Regions from separate parts of the Gossypium arboreum genome. Here region 1 is linked to region 2. Evidence: chromatin contacts called from public Hi-C data. All regions are on one chromosome and are shown on one strand. Each heading gives the region's core, a stretch centred on a gene start, on an enhancer-like site or on the middle of the called end of the contact. The rest is flanking DNA. Distances are from core to core; before and after follow the strand shown.

Region 1 (6,085 bases), core at 3,160-5,659, 380 kb after region 2:
ATAATAGGTGAAGAAGGGGGAGAATTAAAAGGGCAATTTCTCCAAAATATAAAAGAGAAAAGAAATGGTACATTGCTTCAAATGCAATAGATGTAGGAATGTGCTAAATTGCCTTTTAAATTCAAGTATTTCAAGTGTGTCTTCATGCCACAATTACAAGTCCTTATATACACCTTTCAAAGAGCCAATTTCACATGATTTTCTCCTAGAATCATGCTTCACAACCAACCAAAAAATCAAATTTTTTTTCTAAATATAGGGTTCTGTCAAAGTAAAAAAATTTAATATTTTTTATCAACCAAAAAATAATTCCACAAATTTCAATTCAACTCCTCATTTTGCTTTTTGTTCCATTTTAGCCTGATTTTGCTTGTTTTTGAACTTCGACACTCTAATTGTATTCCTGGCATATTACAAGCTTAGTAGCATTCTATTAAAAAATTGACCAAAAATAGGTACATTAAACACACAAAATTAGCTTGCTATCAATTATTTTTATTTATAAAATTCTTGTGAGTCGAAAACGGATATAGATCATAAATGTAATTTTTCCAAAAAATAGTTCATGACGAGGAGAATATGGAACAGTGGCAGTCGAAGACACAAAGAATGCATTGTGATGAAAAACTATGTAATTTTTGTTTTTCATTTTTTCCTAAAAATAAAACCATGAAAACATTGGCTGACAATTTTATTTTATTACTTATCTCTTTATATATCTATTTAATAATTATTTATGATATAATTGTGATATATATATATATATATGTATGAGATTATCTACAGTTGATCTATCAAATAAGAAGTGTGACAATGAGAAAATACATGTGTTGTATTGTTTTATTCACTCCTTATAATGCACTTTCAAGTGCTCACATAATGCTCAATGAGCCATATCATAAATCTCATATAGTGTGCATCAAATCAGTAAACCTCATTATAATCAGTCATAATTATTTAGCATTTACATAAACATCTCAATATGCATGTCTCAATATGCATGACCTACCATATCACATCTTATAAGCATAAATTTCATAAAGATAATAGAACGAATAGGGAAAGTTTCACTCAAAACTTAGGATAGATGCTTAGGCTGACCTAAGCTCCCATTTAACCTAAGTATTCTTACCTGGAAGTAACAAATTTGACCACTCACTGAATAACTTTCGTGCAATCGTTGGAGGCTAAGTAAGCTTTTCTTTGCCCTTCGATTTGCTTATAGAGGCTCTCGGTTGATCTGAAACTTTGCACTTGTGTTAAAAACATTACAAACACATCATTTACAACTGTAAACACAATCAAATAGTTGCAAAAACGCAGATCTCAACTCCTCTTTCTCACCACCAAAAACTAACTAGTTTTAATGAAATAAGTGTTTTCAACATCTAATTTTTATCCTAATCCTTAAACATGTTTCTAGACATCATAAATATCATGTTATTACAGATCTAAGACATGAAATTCATCTTATTTACCGAATATAACTTTTCAAAAAATTTGAGCTTACAAGAACATTAAAAAGGGAAAAACGTTCAATTCGTAAAAATTCTTTAATGATCTATATAATTGAGTTTATGAACCTTCTAATCGTTCAAAATAAGTCAAAAATCAATTTAAAACAACAAGTTAACTCAATATTCCGTATTTCACCATTCTTATGCCAAATTTCGGTGTCAAAGCTTTAGATTTAATAAAATTCATAATTGTTGATCAAATATCGAATTATAAGAACAAGCTTAGTTTTAACAATAAGAATCAAAATATTACCTTAATTTGAAAAGAACGACGAATTGTAGATCTAATTCGATGAAAAACTTTTGAAGAACAATGAGGAAATTTATGAAGAAAAAAAAGAATTTTCTTTACAATTGAAGGAAGAATTGGTGTTTGGAAGGTTAGAAAATTAGTAGGGATGAGTTAATTTTGAGAGAAAATGCTCTGATTTATAGTTTAGAAAATTTTCAACTGAAGAGATGAAAAGAGAGGGAAACATGAATGAGGGTTTAAATAGCCAAAGGGAAGAAACATATTTTTTAATTTTGGAAAATTTTCCATTTAAAAACTTTCTATTTTCTTCCTTTTCCAATTAAGTCTTTATTTCAAATTAAAACCCATTTCCTTAATTATTTTCAAATATGGTTTCTTTTTTAAAATTCGTTTTAAGAAATTTAATAACCAAACACTTAATTCTAATTTCCCAACCTAAATTTTTGGACCTGAATATTATTTTAATATTTTATCAAATTTTATTAATCACTTTCAATCCAATTTTGGTATCCGGAATGGATACTCGGTCCACTAAACCGATTCTACTAAAACAATTTTTGGGATGTGACAATAATTTCCTCTAAAATAGTATATATTTCTCTTGGAAAATCCTTTGGGTAAATTTGATAAAAATCCCTTAATCCACTCTTCATTCAACCAAGGTGATAAGGATAAGAACTCAACCATTATTCAATAGACTCATGGCCTCATCAATAGGATTTGTTAAAGCATTTGAGAGTCCTAGTCAAACGCCAACTGTTGTTTTGTCAAACATCTCATAACTTTGTAGGCCATAATCATCAAAAAGGCTGAACACCTTTCTATGGCCCAAGTAGAAATTTGTTCTTATTCTAACAAAACATGGAACATGCAATGTCGAAAACTCCAACAATATATGAGTTGAATTAATTTTTAAATATGATTTAGGATGAATATATGGTGACAAGCCCAAAACAAAATTTTGAGAAAATGAAGAAAAAGGAAATTATTTTGTGTGGCAAATCCATAGTTGATTGCTGGAAATAAGTGTGATAATGTGAAAATGCATGTCTAAGAATAGTTTTGGCTAGGAAAGACTTGGTACTTCAGAGTGTCATGTACACCACCTCTCTTTCTTGGGAACCTACCTAGTGCTTTATTCATCAACTACATTTACTATTCCAGTATCCAATTGTGATGACAAACTGCACCACTATATAACTTTGTGCAGAAATCAAGAATGGAAAAATTATAATTTTATTAAACCAAATGTCAATTTGATCGAAGCAAATGATATAATTTTCTTGGTAATTCTTAAGTCAATATCATGACTAATCTAAAAGAGTAGGTGATAGATAGTGGTGCCACTCGATACATTCATGATAATTAAAATGCCTTTATGTTCGACTCTAAAGTGGAAGAATGAGAAGAGGTTGTTCTATCTTAGAAACTTTGGAAACTGCATATGTGCTTGGAAAATGCTAGGTTATGTTCAAACCTCCGTCTAGAAATACCTTATACTAAGTGAGATGTTTCATATTCCTAAATTTCAAATCTATTTGGTTTCTACCATATTATTAGGAAAAGTTAAAGTAAAAGTTTCCTTCAAATGAGATAAGATTATAATGATTAAAAATATACTTTCATAAGAAAAAGTTTTTCTAACCATATATTTTTTGTTGTTTGATTTAAAAATTATTAATGGCAATGCTAGTCTATGTGCTTGCCTGATTGAAATATCATGATCTATGTGGTATGTTAATAATGGATTTGTGAATGCATGTCGTCGTGTAACTGAAAAAAATTAGAGCATTAAAATACTTACTAAAATGTGTGATTAATTTATAAGTTTACTATATATAAATTTATAAATATATTATTTATGGGGACTAAAAGATTAATTTTCCATTTTTGCTTATTGCCCCTAAGCCTTGCGGGAATTGTGTGGGTGAAGCCTACGTGTAAATTATGTATGAATCCACGTGCTTGTAATCATACAACATTTGACGAAATCATGTTTTCTGTAAGTGATGGTCAATTTGGTGAGGTCTTTCAATCGCAATGGAGAGATACAATAATAATATATAGGATTTTGTCCTAGTTGAGATAACCAGTCGAAATAAGTAAATTCGATCAAGATAAGGTGATTCGGCTAGTATTGATTTTTGGCGTTAATAAGAAGCAGAAAATGTAATTGGTTCGTGGAGATGGTCAAGGGTGGGCCTTGACCCAGCCTGCATGTTTTGGATGGGCTTCCAACAACCTGCCTATCGGCGGTCAGGCGGATAGGTTCCAGTAGTGTTGGTTGTCCAATTTTCCCAACAACGAAGCGGCCCATTTCACAACCTCTCAAATTGTCTTGATTCCCCCAAATCCTTCCTTCTCTGCTGAATGGGAAAGGCAACCTGCTTTGCTTGTTTCTTAAGTTGAATTGCGAAGCTTCTTTTGATCCCATGTCTGTCTGGGTTTTAATGGTAGTGACCAATGTGGTGGTTTAATTAATTGATGTGGGAGTCTAATCGTTCCTGCATGCATTATCTGTTGAAGTTGACCAATGCAAGTTATTTTTGAATCTGATCGTCAAAAACTTGATGACCCACCCCATCTTAATCAATCATTCGGCTGATTGCTGGAGTACCCCAGTAATTGAACTGGATAATCGCTATCTTTCTCCTTTGTTGTTACAGATATAAATTGGGTAACTTGGCTTCTTCACCACATTACTTGTCTTCCTTGCTTTTACTGTGATGGTCTCGGGCTTAGTCTTTCCTTTCCTTAATCAGGTTTAGTGCTACCAGTTAATAAGTTAATTTAAGTTCAATACAAGTAAAAAAAATGAAAGAAAGAAGGTTGAAGTAGACGAAGCCTCACATGGATGTGAGCCGAGTCAAATAGAAACCCATATACACGTTTGGAGGTTAGCCAGCTTTAGGTGGCATCTATCTGTCTCCCATTATAATAAACACCGAAAAAAAAGTGGGAAAGGGGGCATTTCCACATGCACAAACAACAAAGGAAAACACTCCTACGTTTCTTCTCATAACCTAACCCATGTGATTGATACCCTTTAATATAACTGTGTTGACGCCTCCACCTCGCCTTCGCCTTGCCCCCTTCTCAATTTACTAACTTTCAGCCCACCCTTTTCTGTTCTATATACACTAATCTTTAATTAAAATTTTATATATAATGAAGTTCAAAATTGGTGCCCTAAACATGAAAGATATCTCACATTCACCCAAACCACCCCCACCATCTCTCTTTTTTTTTTTTTTGCCATTGCATGTTCTAAGCAAAAGTTGACTAATCTTAACTAATTGTATTTCATATTTATCAATCAAAAACTCCAATTCAATTGCTTTTAGACATCACTTGTTTACTTAGCTACTATATTAGCTTAAATAATTTATTTTGAAGCTTTCCAATGAAACCCCGAGTAAAGTCGTGATATTCATTGGTTGGAAAGGTATTTATAATATCTATGAATGTGGATTTAGTTGATATGATTTTCCGGGGGAGTTGGTTAGGTCGATGGGAAAATCAAAGCTTTCGGTTCCAAGTTTTTTTCTGAGAAAAGAAAATAAGTTGATGCTGATGATGATATAAGATACAAGTTAATTGCAGGTAGATTGAAATAAAAATCAAACATTATGTAATCAGTTTGTTTCGAATGAAATAAAATATTTGTTGTAAATCAATAGCACATATGCTGTTTAGAAACCAACAAGTATGTGGAAACAGTGCATCCAAATGTTGTATAAAGAAGTGGGGTCACGTTGAAGCAAGTTTGTAGGCCTTTAAACTGAGTTAATAAATTAATTAGAGAGAGGGTTTAATTAAGCTGCTACCTGCCTAATTTATAACGCAAAATTGGGTCACCAGTAAAGTAGGGCAATTGATTACGCTATCAAACACAAAGTTCATTTGTCGTGGAGCCAAGACCTAACTACTTTCAACTGTTGATGAAGAATCTGTATCTAATAATTCGAGTAGTAAATTTCCAAATAAAAAAGGTTCGATTTTCATTTTATTACTTTTATTTTTAGGTATATTAATAAAACTACCCTGATCATTTACAATTTTGATAATTTATTTTTTAATTTTTAATTTTGAATCAGATTAATTTTTTTCTAATGAAATATAATAGTGCTGATGTGGCTGTGAAATTTTATTTAATTTAATTTTGACAATAAGTAATTATGCATTAGTTTTTTTTGGTGAAAAAGATAAATACAACCAATTAAGCTAAACTACTTTAAAAATTGAAGAAAAAGTTCAGTAAATGTTATTATTTAATATTTACGAGTCAAATATGATATTAAAATAAATTTTTATA
Region 2 (5,906 bases), core at 3,240-5,739:
AAGAAGGTGTGCACTTGGGAGGCATGAAAGCAGTAAATGACCTATTGCCATGCAGAGGCAGTGTGGCTCAGTGGTATTTAATGTGAAGATGCTATGATAAAGAAAAGATAATGAATTGCAAATTGTTATATGGCGTATTTGGAAGAATTGTAATTTCTATATACTTTAGTGTGTATTTTGGAGTAGCATAAATATTATTAATGGTTCTTATAGTTGGGCCAATCAATTTGTTTCGTGGGGTAGGGGCCTAACATATTCAATCTATTCCTTACACACATTATTGGGAATTGGGCTTGTCTGAATTCTAAAGGTTTGATCAAATGCGAGGATGATTCAGTTGCTGTAGGTTGTTAGGGGGCTGTTCAGTGTTCGAAGCAAAATTATGAGTTATTTTGGATAGATTAGGTATTTTAATCGATCGGGGTTATGATTTTATATTAATTAAGATTGACAATTTTGAAGCGGCTAAAATCATTCAAGAAAAATTTATAGAAAAATCCAAATTGACTTTGCTTAGGAGGATACTTAGTTTACTGTCGCAGTTTGTTCATTAAAGTATTTAACATGAGGAGATAATAAAAAGGTTGATAATCTAGTCAAGCTGGCACACGAGGGAATTTATGAATTGAGAATTTTGTAAGTATTCTCGTTTGAGAGTTCGGGCTAGCTTTTGTATCTTGTTTTTATTTCTTGCTTGTCACCAAAAAAAAAAATAATGGAAACTGCTATTCGCGAAGGTGGATATGAAATTATAACTTAAAAACTAGGATTCGTATTTGTTTCATTAATTTGTGTATCACATTATGCTAACTATTAAGAAATGTATTTGTTATACAAGTTTTAAATTTTAAATTTATTTATTAAAATCGCATGATTAACAATAATATATTTCTTTTTGTTTATAAATTTATGGTTTAATACAAAATTGTGTTTAAAATTTTTTCTTAATTTAGTATATAAGCTTAACACTTTTTCGTTCAAAAAAATTAGACATTTTTTTCTAATTGAGTATCTAAGCTTTTTTTTATTATGTAATTTGGTATCTAAACTTGACATATTTTCTTAATTTGGTACCTAAGTTTTTATTGCCTAGTTTGGTACGTAATATTGTCAAATATTATATAAATTACTCTAATATACTAACAATATTAATTTTTTATGATGGAGCAAAATAATCAATGTATAAGCAACATATAACAAAAGAAACGGAATTGCCTTTTTATATATTAAATGTTCTATTACTTTTAGTTTATTTATTTTAGTTTATTTTCTTATATAACATATTGAATTTCTTTAATTTTGGTTTTTAAAACTCTTGTTTTCTTCTTCAATATTTATTCATAAAGCATAGCTCAAAGCATAATTTTTTAATACGAATTTTCTCTAATATTGACGATACTTTTATGAAATTGAGGACATTGTGAAGACCAATCACACTTTAAGCATGAAATCCTTCTCTAATCATTCTTGCCATTAGCAGTCAAAGTAATCGCAGGCCCAATGAAAAGTAAACTTTAAGATATTGTTTAGCAAAATAGAGGAAACTCCAAATAAATGCAATAACTCTTGCCCTTGAATCACATGCCATCTACCACATATTAGTCATATTTTAGCTATTTGGTTCCTTCATAAAAAAAAACTAACACAATTATTGTTTTGAGTAATTTATATAACATTTTACAAATTTAGGCATCAAAATTAAAATAAAAACTTAAGTACTAAATTAACAAAATTAAATTAAATTACCAAATATTATATTAAAATTAAATTTATATATATTCATAGCGTCCAATTCCATTATAAACTCTAAGAGTTTGTTTGTTTACATGTAAAAGATTTTACGGAAGCCATTTTTAGTGAAAGAAACGGAGTCTTAGTATAAATAATTTATAAGAAATATTATGTAATTTAGTTAAATAGTTAGTAGGTTAAAATGTATGGAATTTTTTCTCATAAATAAAAATTCAAGATTATTAAATTAAAATATATTTATATTTTAAAAATAAATGTTTTATCCTAAGATTAAAATACTAATATTATTGTATAAAAATAACATTTGAAATTTAAATCATGTTTGATGTGCTTGGAAAGTTATAACGTATTTGGATTTGATTATAATTATTTGTATTTTTTATAGATAAGAGAAGCAATACACTGCCTTAAATCAATTTATTCATACATGGGAATCACCTAATATGTCTTATAATAGTAGCCTCTTAACATGAGGTGTAGGAACATCAATATAAACTAAGTTAATATCATTAAAAAGACATGGTTTAGTTAGCCAATCAACAGCCATATTCCGTTCTCTATTCACGAATTGGAATTTAATTGTTGGAACCTGATGAGACACTTCTTTGATTTTCCTAATAAGAGTAATTGAAGGTGTACTTCTAGAGCATTCCTTAATCATATCCACAACCATCATTCAATCAGATTCATTTATCACCTTAGTGTAACCTCTTCTTTAAGTTATTTCTAATCCATGTAGAATCATCCACAGCTCAGAAACTATAGTTGAACCCTCCCAACAAGTCTTTAAATCCCTACAATCTAGTTACCAAAAGAGTTGCGTAATACACCCCCAACCGTTGACTAGTTTCCATTGCTACTAACCGCTCCAATTTTCACTTTTCACATAAGAATTGAAGAAAAAAGCTTGATATTCAATTACATTAAATTTAATGAGACTTATTAATTACAATAATATGCAATATATGTGTAATTAAGAGTAAAATTTAGGAAGAAGGTTATAATAAGATTATTTAATATTTGGAATAGTTTGTCTTTCTTGTTATTGAAGGTATATTAAATGAGGGAAAAAGGTGATTCCTTAGCATTATACATGTAATATTCAAGTAGTGATGGCAAAAATCATTATACTTGGCGTGCATCATATCATATATACGAAACCTTTTTAATGTAAATTATTAAACATTGGGTTGACCTCAACAACGACATAGTCAATGTATAAATGAATTGAATTACATCATTTTCTAGGACGTTTAATTGCAAGATATGGATAATGAAAGCTTTAATTTTACGAAATCATTTATTTAATTGCAAAAATATATTAAGAGTGTGTATAACTTTGGGTGTCCACGAATATGATATCTATATATAGATAAATATATGTATTTAAACATTTCACCTTCTCTACAATAATAGATGCATTACACGGGCATTTATGATTTATGGCTTTTATATACCATTGACATTTTAATTGAAATTCATATTATTACATTCTTCACTGACTAATTTTGTATCATAATCAACATCTTAATTTCTATTTAGTATTCTGATGATTAAAGTTGAAACCCTACTTTTTTGTTAATTTATAATACACATTTATAAAAAAAAAAGTTACATTGATTGAGGGGCTTAAAATTCAGATGATTATTCGATTTTATCCTCAATATTAATTGCACTAAAGAATAACAAATTAAATAAAGGAACCTACATGCCAATTCCTTCTCACATTTATTCATACCGTTAACATAGCAACTACATTTTATTAATACCATTTTGCTAATCACTATTCTTTTAAGGATTCTCAACATATTATATCTACACTAATATTTAATTTGATGCCATAAGTTAGTGAGATCAACTTCACTAAAATTTCATTTAACATTAATTTAAATCAATTAAAAATAGTAATTTCAACCTAAAATGCATCAAATTAATTTTTTAAAAAAAAGCCCACTTATACTTTTTCATAAATTACTGGTAACTTTTTTTTATTTTATAAAAATAAATTCTTTTTTTTCTCGATAAAAACAAAATCAGGTTAAAAAAACTATTCACTCTTTTTTTTTTAAACCCTTTCCAACTTTTAAATAAGAGATAAACATACTTCAACGCATTCAAATTTATGCACTCGTACATCAATAAAAAACATAAGATAAATATATAGTTTTTAACATGTTATTTTTCTTTCTGTGTGTATCATAGGAATAATGTTAATAATATGCATAAAATGTTCATTATTTTTTTCAAAAATTCATCGTTCCTTAAACAAAATATTATAATAGTAACATTATCCAATTTCGAATTAGAATATATTACTTAATCGTGTTAACCTATATACTTTTTAAGTTGTTGCAATATTAACAATATTAATAGAAATAAAATTCAATTAAATTAATTTGACATTTTGATTAAACTAATTTGTAAAAAATAAGTTGTTTTCTCATTTAGATAAACAAAATGTTTAACTACATAATAAACAGAAATTGATGTAGATATTTTACCATTTTCTTTGTGGGTTGATACATATATTATATCAATAAAATTAAACATCCAAGAATTTTTCATGCAGAATCTTTAAATTTGATTTGTTGTGTGGATATAAAGTTAGAACATATATATTTCAGCATGAATGAATGTCATGATCCCTCAAAACATGCTGTGGAATCTAAATCATGATTAAAAAGGAAAACTTGATGCCAACCTTTTCCTCTTCACCATTAATGAAAGAAAGAGATTTTCACATTATGAAAAAGTGAGATAATAACATGGAAGTAAACCCATTTCGTAACAGAAGGTGAAGAGAGTAAATAAATAAATCCAAAGGTAACAAAGGGAGATGAAAAAAAAGACCCCAAAATTATGAAGGTTATTGGTAGCCGTCATTCGTTGCACCATTACTGTGAAACTCTTTTGGGGGGTGAATTGAATTGAAAAAAAAAAAAGATTAATCCTTTGAAGAGCCTCAAATTCTCTCTCTTTCTCTATCTCTTTCTCAATGTTTACAGCTTCCCTCCATTAAATGCAATTGCACCCTCTCAATACGCTTTGCATTAACTCTTTGGCAGCCACAATTTTCTCCATCTCTTCACTCTATCTTCTTCATCTTCATCTTCATCTTCATCTTCTTCTCCTTTATCTTCTGCAACTTCATCTCCTTCGTATGTCACTTTGTTCCTACACCTACGCCCCTTAAAACCTACTTCTTATATATACCTTTATAGCTCAAACGGTAAAGGCTGCTTTCGCAGGAAAACCATTAGTTACAGGTAACGAGGGCTAGAAGCAGATCCGTATCTCCTCCTTTCCCTGTGGCTTTTCGAGGGATCTACTTTATTAGGTCTAAAATTTATATGCAACCAAGTTTTGTCTACAGTGTTTCGGTCTCTTTTTTTGGCCTTGATAAGCTCAAAATTCCCTTATGTTTTTCTTCATCTTACGTTTTGTATTTATTTATTCTGAAATGATGCAGACATAGCCGATGAACGGAAAAGGAAAGAGAGTTGGTTTGGAGACTGACAAAGAAGGCATAGTTGGATTCTCCGTGATCTTGGTTGGAACGTTACATATGAGAGGATTTTTTCAAAATCGTCAACATTTCAACATTCTTCTTCTATAGATTCTCTCCTACTCCTACATTGGCACGTAAGAATCAGATATTCTATAAGGATAAATATACTATAATATAAGCTGAAGGGACGAGAACCTTTTCAGCTGCTAAAAGGAAGAACACATTGATATATGAACAAATATTGGATAAGGCTTTTGGGATTCTGAAACATCATGCCAGCCGGAGTAATGATCCCGGCAAGAAACATGCCGTCGATGATCACCGGAAACGGGAGCGTTAGTGGATATGGAACATCCTCAGGACTTACACTTGGTCAGGTTAGAACTTAGAACTAAATATTTTTCTCTCTCATCCATTGCCTACCGTTTCAAATCTCTGATTTCTAAGGGATTCTTCTTAGTCTTTGCAGTTGTCATTTTTTGTGCTTAATCTCTTCAGATTTTCCCCTTTTTCGATATCTTAAACCTTAACAGATTAATGGGTATTTCCTCGTATTATCTTTTCTCCCCATTACAGTACTTGAAACAATAAATCTGTCTCTCCTTTTCCACTGTTTGGAACTCAAGAAAATGTGTTTTTCAAAGTG

The links. Hi-C and Micro-C count contacts between places; a contact is called where the count stands out from the background.
Region 1: a Hi-C map of leaf shows a contact between it and region 2, with 2.3 times the contacts expected there. The contact joins the enhancer-like site here to the promoter of LOC108479877 in region 2. A contact is called at or near these places in 2 of 5 Hi-C or Micro-C datasets (both in leaf).

Annotation. Positions count from the first base shown.
Region 1 is chr3:41,268,197-41,274,281 of ASM2569848v2, forward strand. It overlaps LOC128290399 (a long non-coding RNA gene), which reads right to left and starts at 1,216. Exons shown (of 2, transcript XR_008280218.1): 1 at 1,133-1,216. Within about 2 kb of position 4,410, at least 2 of the 2 cell types and tissues checked have an H3K27ac peak or open chromatin away from gene starts, as enhancers often do. A contact at or near this core is called in leaf, where this site is marked.
Region 2 is chr3:40,892,645-40,898,550 of ASM2569848v2, forward strand. It overlaps LOC108479877 (homeobox-leucine zipper protein HDG2-like), which reads left to right and starts at 4,490. Exons shown (of 14, transcript XM_053025670.1): 1 at 4,490-5,089; 2 at 5,222-5,394; 3 at 5,464-5,637. The coding sequence starts at 5,533.